Linked DNA regions of Mus musculus: region 2 is linked to region 1. Evidence: chromatin contacts called from public promoter capture Hi-C data. All regions are on one chromosome and are shown on one strand. The core of a region is the stretch at or near the end of the contact, and the rest is flanking DNA. Distances in the headings are between cores, read along the strand shown. Region 1 holds the start of Pccb (propionyl Coenzyme A carboxylase, beta polypeptide). Region 2 holds the start of Ppp2r3a (protein phosphatase 2, regulatory subunit B'', alpha).

Region 1 (2,828 bases), core at 173-2,672:
AACTCTGACAGCAGAAAACCTGCTCTGAAGGCCTTAATGTAAGAGCATCAGGATCTTGCCTGGGGTGCAATAGGCAACTGAGCAAGGGTGTCCCAAGAGAAAGGTTACCAGAGCAGTGACAGGCTTTCCCAGGGAACTTAATAGCCCTTCAGAGGGACCCCAAGGGAGAGAGGGCTTATGGCTCACCATAAACCTTACAACCACATTTACATCCCTAAGTGTCAAGAGGAATAAATAGTTTTCCTTGAGCATTTTTCTTTTTTCAAACCTAACTCAGGACATCTGAATCAACATTTGACCCAGATTTTCACACACTTGGGTAAGACTTGCATGCCCTTCACAGGAGCCCTTCCCTTAGGGAACCTTCATGTTAACTTATCCAGCTCTTCTGCCTGGACTCACTCAGTTGTCAAGGACACACTGGGCAAGTCTGGCTTCAAGTCTAGGGTCACCTCTTCCAGCTTCTGTTGTTTTTTGTTTTTCTGCTGCTAAATGACCTCCCCAGAAGAAGCTCAAATGTGATTCCCGCCTCAGCTGCTCTCAGCAGAGTAGCCTGAGAGTTTATAGAAAGTCCACCTGCTTCCTATGCAGCAGATCGATACATGAACCTCTCAAGAGGCCAACCAGACTTCCTCGGTCACAGGCGTCACAAATCCCCAGCACGCAGGGAGACAACACACCAGGTTAATGTGAACATAACCAAGTTTTTTCTAATACTTCGTGCCTGGGTTTTACTGCTTCCTTCCCCGAGAAGAGGGAAGGGAAAAAAAAAAAAAAAAAAAAAACTGTCATAAACACTTTCAGGCAGCGGGAGAACAATCCCGTCTTTTAAATTCAGAGCCTGTGGCCGATTAACGTGGCAATCTTATTCAAACAAGACCTGGAAGACATTATTCTGTTTACGGTGCTTTCTAAAGACCACCTTTCCCAAAAGTTCAAAGCTGCTAAGTGGAGCGCAGCTGGAGACCGGTCACATCCATCCATCCATCCGACGACCAATGCCCACCACCACCGCCTGGGGACCTCCCTAAGTGGTGCAGATGTCTACTGACACCCGAGGGGGCTCTAGGTTCTCCAGGTGGACGTTCTCGCCGCGCCCCTCCCAGGCGCAGCGCCTATTGGCTGGGAGGCTCGTGCGCCGCGAGCCCGGCGCGCTGTGATAGGGCGGGAGCGGAGGGGGCGGGACGCACTGGCGCCCGTGACTCACTCGCTTGTGCTGCGCGTCGATGCGGCGCTGGCCTCCTCCCAGCAACGCTGCATGGCGCTTGTTGTCGATGCGCTCTTTAACTGAAACCGGCTGGCTGCAAAGGCCGCGGGTCGTGATGCCGAGGCCGCAATTCAGAACGCTGAGCCTCGCTCCAGCCGCCACCGCCCGAATCCTAATCGCCGCCGCCATTTTTTTTTTTTTTTTTTTTTGACTGCCAGCGTGACACACACTGCACCTCAGGACGCATGCGCAGAGAGCGTAGACATTGCGAGTCTGCGCCTGCGCGTCGTCGCTGGCCCTAAAGCTGGTAGCAGTCACAGGCTTGCATTCAGGCTCAAGGCGGTCCTGTTCTAGGAAATACCTGCCTCTCAGCTCTGTGCCCGTGTAGCCACACAGAACAAGGACTTCATTCCTCGTTCTGCGTTAGCCATCTAAACTCCAGGCTTCGTCGACCCTCTTCCCCCCAAAAATGAATAGATAATGAGCTCTGACCAACTTTTACCAAATGCTGTGCCAGGTTTTGCTCTTAAAACTTAGCCTTGAAATAATTTATATCCAGATTTCAGAGATGGGATACACAGGAACAGAAGTAGGTTTGTATGGCGTCAAGACTGAAATGTTTTGTGAGCTACGTATTGAGCTCCAGAGAGGGTCTCTTAAAGGGGAGAGGAGCTGGGAAGCTACTTGGCTCAGTGCTAAGTTAAAGCCTTTGCCAGCCTGAGTATGAGGACCAAAATTGGGGTCCCCAAACTCAGTACTCAGCCAGAGTAATGAGTGTCTGTACAGAGAGGTTGCCTAGGTGAGATAGCTGACAGAAATAAAAGAATCCCAGGAAGCTCACGGAACAGCCACCCTAGCATGTACAGAAGCAAATGAGACCCAATTCTCACACAAATAAGGGGACCATTGACACCCCATGTTGTCCTGTGACTTCCACATGTGCACGCCCAAACTCTGATACACACAAATTATTTGATGTTTTTTAAGTTTGTGACGAGACACAGAATGGTGAAGTAAACTTTTAGAGACCATTGTGCTAGGTCTAGGCTCCATAGGGTTTTACAGTAGGGGAGAGAGGTTGGCCTCAACCCCGAATACACCAAAGACAAGATGTATCGGGGAGGGAGCTCAATGGATAGAAAATTAATAGGGAACACAGGGCAAGGAGCAATCTGACAAACAACGTTTGCTTGGTTGAAGGCAAGCCAGGGTGCTCAGACATCATTTGGGGGACAGTGGAAGAAGAACCTTATCAAATATGGAGGGCGATCCCTCATCAAGGGTGGAAGATTCTGGCATAACTGACTTAGCAGGATTCTTGGCAAAGCTACCCTCTAGAAGAGAGGACCTGGGAGCCAAGGTCAGTTCTATTCAAGAGATGCTCAGTAGAGCCTGACCGAAGTTTGGTCAAGAAGAGAATCTTGTCAACACAGCGGCTTTGGCATTAGCTGGGAGGAAATAGGAAAAGTAAACTAGGAGCAGACTGCTCGGGCTCAGACCTACTAATCAGAGGGGATGCAAGGCGGCGGCGGGGGCGGGGGGCGGGGGCGGGGGGGGGGGGGGGAGGCTGCTGACCTCTTAGCAAGGACCCTTTAGTCAGTTCAGATGCTAACATCTGAGA
Region 2 (2,828 bases), core at 125-2,624, 220 kb after region 1:
GAATGCAATAAACGTGAATAAATTGCATGCAAATCAGGAGCCGTCTACAGATTTTTAAGAACGCTTTCAGTAATCGTCATGGAGACCAGTGAAAGAAACTGAGATAATTTTTAACGATGCCAAGGAAAGCCCTGTGTTTACTACAACACGAGCCTGCTGCCTGCTTAGCTGGACGCCCATGCTCTGACCTAGTATGGCAATTCTTAGGGTCCCTGTGCTTGATGCTCTGTTTACAAGAAACTGAGGCCAGACACTAAGGAAGAACAAAGAAAAATGCCTGGCACCAAAGAGGCGGGGGACGTTTTGTACATAACTGAAGATCCGTGGAGGAACTCTTTTCCAATTTTGAAAGGCACTACAAATCATCCTCTCCGCTTACGTGTTCAAGCATTTATTCTATGTTCTTAAACTATTTTCTACAAAGAAAATACCTTATAATTTACAAACAGCAATTTGTCCTCCCCCCTCTGCATCTGCAGACCATCAAGCGGGATAAAATTTCCCTAGGCTTTATCAGAGTGGGAGGAATGGAAATAATGTGAGCACAACACAGTTCCGATGCAACATCAACTCCAAGCCGGGCCAGCTGGTTTCCATCGAGCGGTCCCCAAGGAGAACGCCCCTCAAGCCTGCAGCCCGGCCGGCGCGACCGTGGGACCGGCTGAGGTGCTCGCAGCTCAGCCACTCGGTCGCCCGATACCTTTGTTTCAGGTGCCCCTGTGCCCAGAGTGGCTGGGATCCCGCCCGCAGCCCCGAACTGGTGACACATCCTTCTTTGGCCAAGTCGGGCCGAGGCCGGGCAGGGGGCGGGGAAGGAAAATAAAGCCTCAGCGCCTAACGACGTGACTCTCAGTTCTTCCAGAACCTTGGCATTTGCTGCCCTGCCAAGCTTTCCTGTTAACGAGTTCCCGGCCCGGGCGTCCCGCGAGGTGGGAGGCGCCGGCCATCCGGCCCCCTGGCCTCCTCCGCGGAGCTCCCGGGCCACCGTTCTCCACGGCCGCCAGCCCCGGGAGTCCTCTGGCGTGGCGTGCCTGCGCTCCACCAGGAGTCCCTTCACCGCGCGCGGCCCCTGCGGCCAGGCCAGACCCCGCCCCCGGCCCCGCCCGCCCCGGTCTCTGTGCGCCGCCCCTCGGCCTCGCCAGCCCGTGGAGGGCCGGGGGCTCCCAAGGAGAACCGGCCTAAGGCCCCGCGTCTGTGCGCCTACCTCAGTGCCCGCTGCTCCTCCTCCCGCGGCTGCCTCGGCTCGCAGGCGACGCGCACACGCCACCCCGGCTTCCCGCAGCGCGGGGTCTGGGCCGCTTACGCCGCGCGTGAGGAGCCGAGGCCTGAGCGCGCCCCGCCCAGCCGCCCAGCAGCTTAGCTGCCCGCCAGCGCCACAGCCCCGCCCACTAGCGCCACAGGCCCGCCCACCAGACACGCCCCCTCGGCCCCGGCCCCGCCCACCTGGCCGTGCTGGGTTCCTCCCACTCTCCTTCCTCCGAAAGGGGGCCCTGAGGGGCACTGCGAGAGCCGTCGCCTCGGCCGCCGCTGTGATTTACTTAGTGTAATGGAGAAGGCTATTCGCACTATTTGGGGACTGAATTTCATGTTAAGAGTATACACTTTATGATGGCCGTCATTATTTTTATTACCCTTCTTACTGTCCTCTTCGATAACTGTCCTGCTCTTCCGGGAGGCTATCCCATCTGACTACAGTCTACACTCTTACTGTGGCCCACACCAGCATGCTCCTATTCGCTCAACCCAAGTTGTGTGAATTTTGAACGAAGAGTTTATTTATTTATTTATTTTAAGCGAATTGTTAACAGAATAAAAATTGTTAAATAAACAAAGCTATGTAAAACAAATGCACAACTTAATGGAGTGTTCTGAAACATTTGCAATTTTGATTTCTTAAGCTTTGACCCTAGCTAAAATAATAAGCGAGGTTTGCTTTTACTAAAAGTGGGAAATAAATGGGCTGACTGGGCTAGGGATGTAACCCCGTTGGTATAGTAAACGAGGATAAAACCACATAAACTGGGAGAGGTAATGTATGTCTGCAAAGCTCTGCAGAGGTGGAGGAGGCTAGATAGAGAACAAGAAGTTCCAAGTGTTTGAACTTTGGTGACATTGCTGCTACTTTGAGGCCAACCTGGGCTACATGAGTACCACAGCTAAACAATAAAAATAATGCAGTTCAATTCTAAATTAAAAAGTCAATCAATCATTATGTAAGCACATAGGTAAAACAAGCAAGCCAGTCAGGGGAAGGAACAGTACGTGACATTTGGTCACGTAGAGGTGAAGAACCAGATGTAGATAAGACTTTAAAGAGCCAGGCATTAGGCAAACTGTGAGAACAGGCTCTGCGTACGTGTTTTATCTCTTCCTTTCTGTCAACATTTCTTAGCAAAACAACAGTTGCTTACAGAGTGCCTTATGTGTACATGTGAAATCATATGTGATGTGTACATACATTTAGGTATAGATGGTGCATACAAAATGTATACAATTTCACATTCTGTAGCTATGTGTAAGGTTGATTATAAGAAATATATTTTTATTTTTAAAAGAAAAATGTATATAAAATTGCCTCAAACAGGCTCTACATCCTGAGTCATTTCACCAAGTTAATCTTTTTAATAGCTAGAATGTGGTCTTCGTTGTCTTGAAAGAAGAAAAACCATCACACACCCAACTTTATACTTTCCTATTTTAAAAGTCCTTCACCATACCGCGTTGAATATCTTCTTTTGTGTCAGAACAATCCTGTGAAGAAGGAAGGGCAAGACACAAAGAAGTGACAAAGGTCACAGAACAGTTTTTGATGGTAAGGACAGGAAGTA

The links. Capture Hi-C pulls out chosen DNA fragments and counts their contacts.
Region 2: a contact with region 1 is called in a promoter capture Hi-C map of adipose tissue. The contact joins the promoter of Ppp2r3a here to the promoter of Pccb in region 1. A contact is called at or near these places in 4 of 39 promoter capture datasets (fetal liver, liver and pre-B cells), 6 of 484 Hi-C or Micro-C datasets (Th1 cells, cerebral cortex, embryonic stem cells and 3 more), 2 of 115 datasets of contacts at active chromatin or transcription factors (extraembryonic endoderm stem cells and memory CD8 T cells) and 3 of 9 other capture datasets (adipose tissue, liver and pancreatic islet).

The regions. Positions count from the first base shown.
Region 1 is chr9:101,033,462-101,036,289 of GRCm38.p6, forward strand. It overlaps Pccb (propionyl Coenzyme A carboxylase, beta polypeptide), which reads right to left and starts at 1,423. Exons shown (of 15, transcript NM_025835.3): 1 at 1,208-1,423. The coding sequence starts at 1,396.
Region 2 is chr9:101,250,458-101,253,285 of GRCm38.p6, forward strand. Ppp2r3a (protein phosphatase 2, regulatory subunit B'', alpha) reads right to left here and starts at 1,375. Exons shown (of 14, transcript NM_001161362.3): 1 at 1,205-1,375.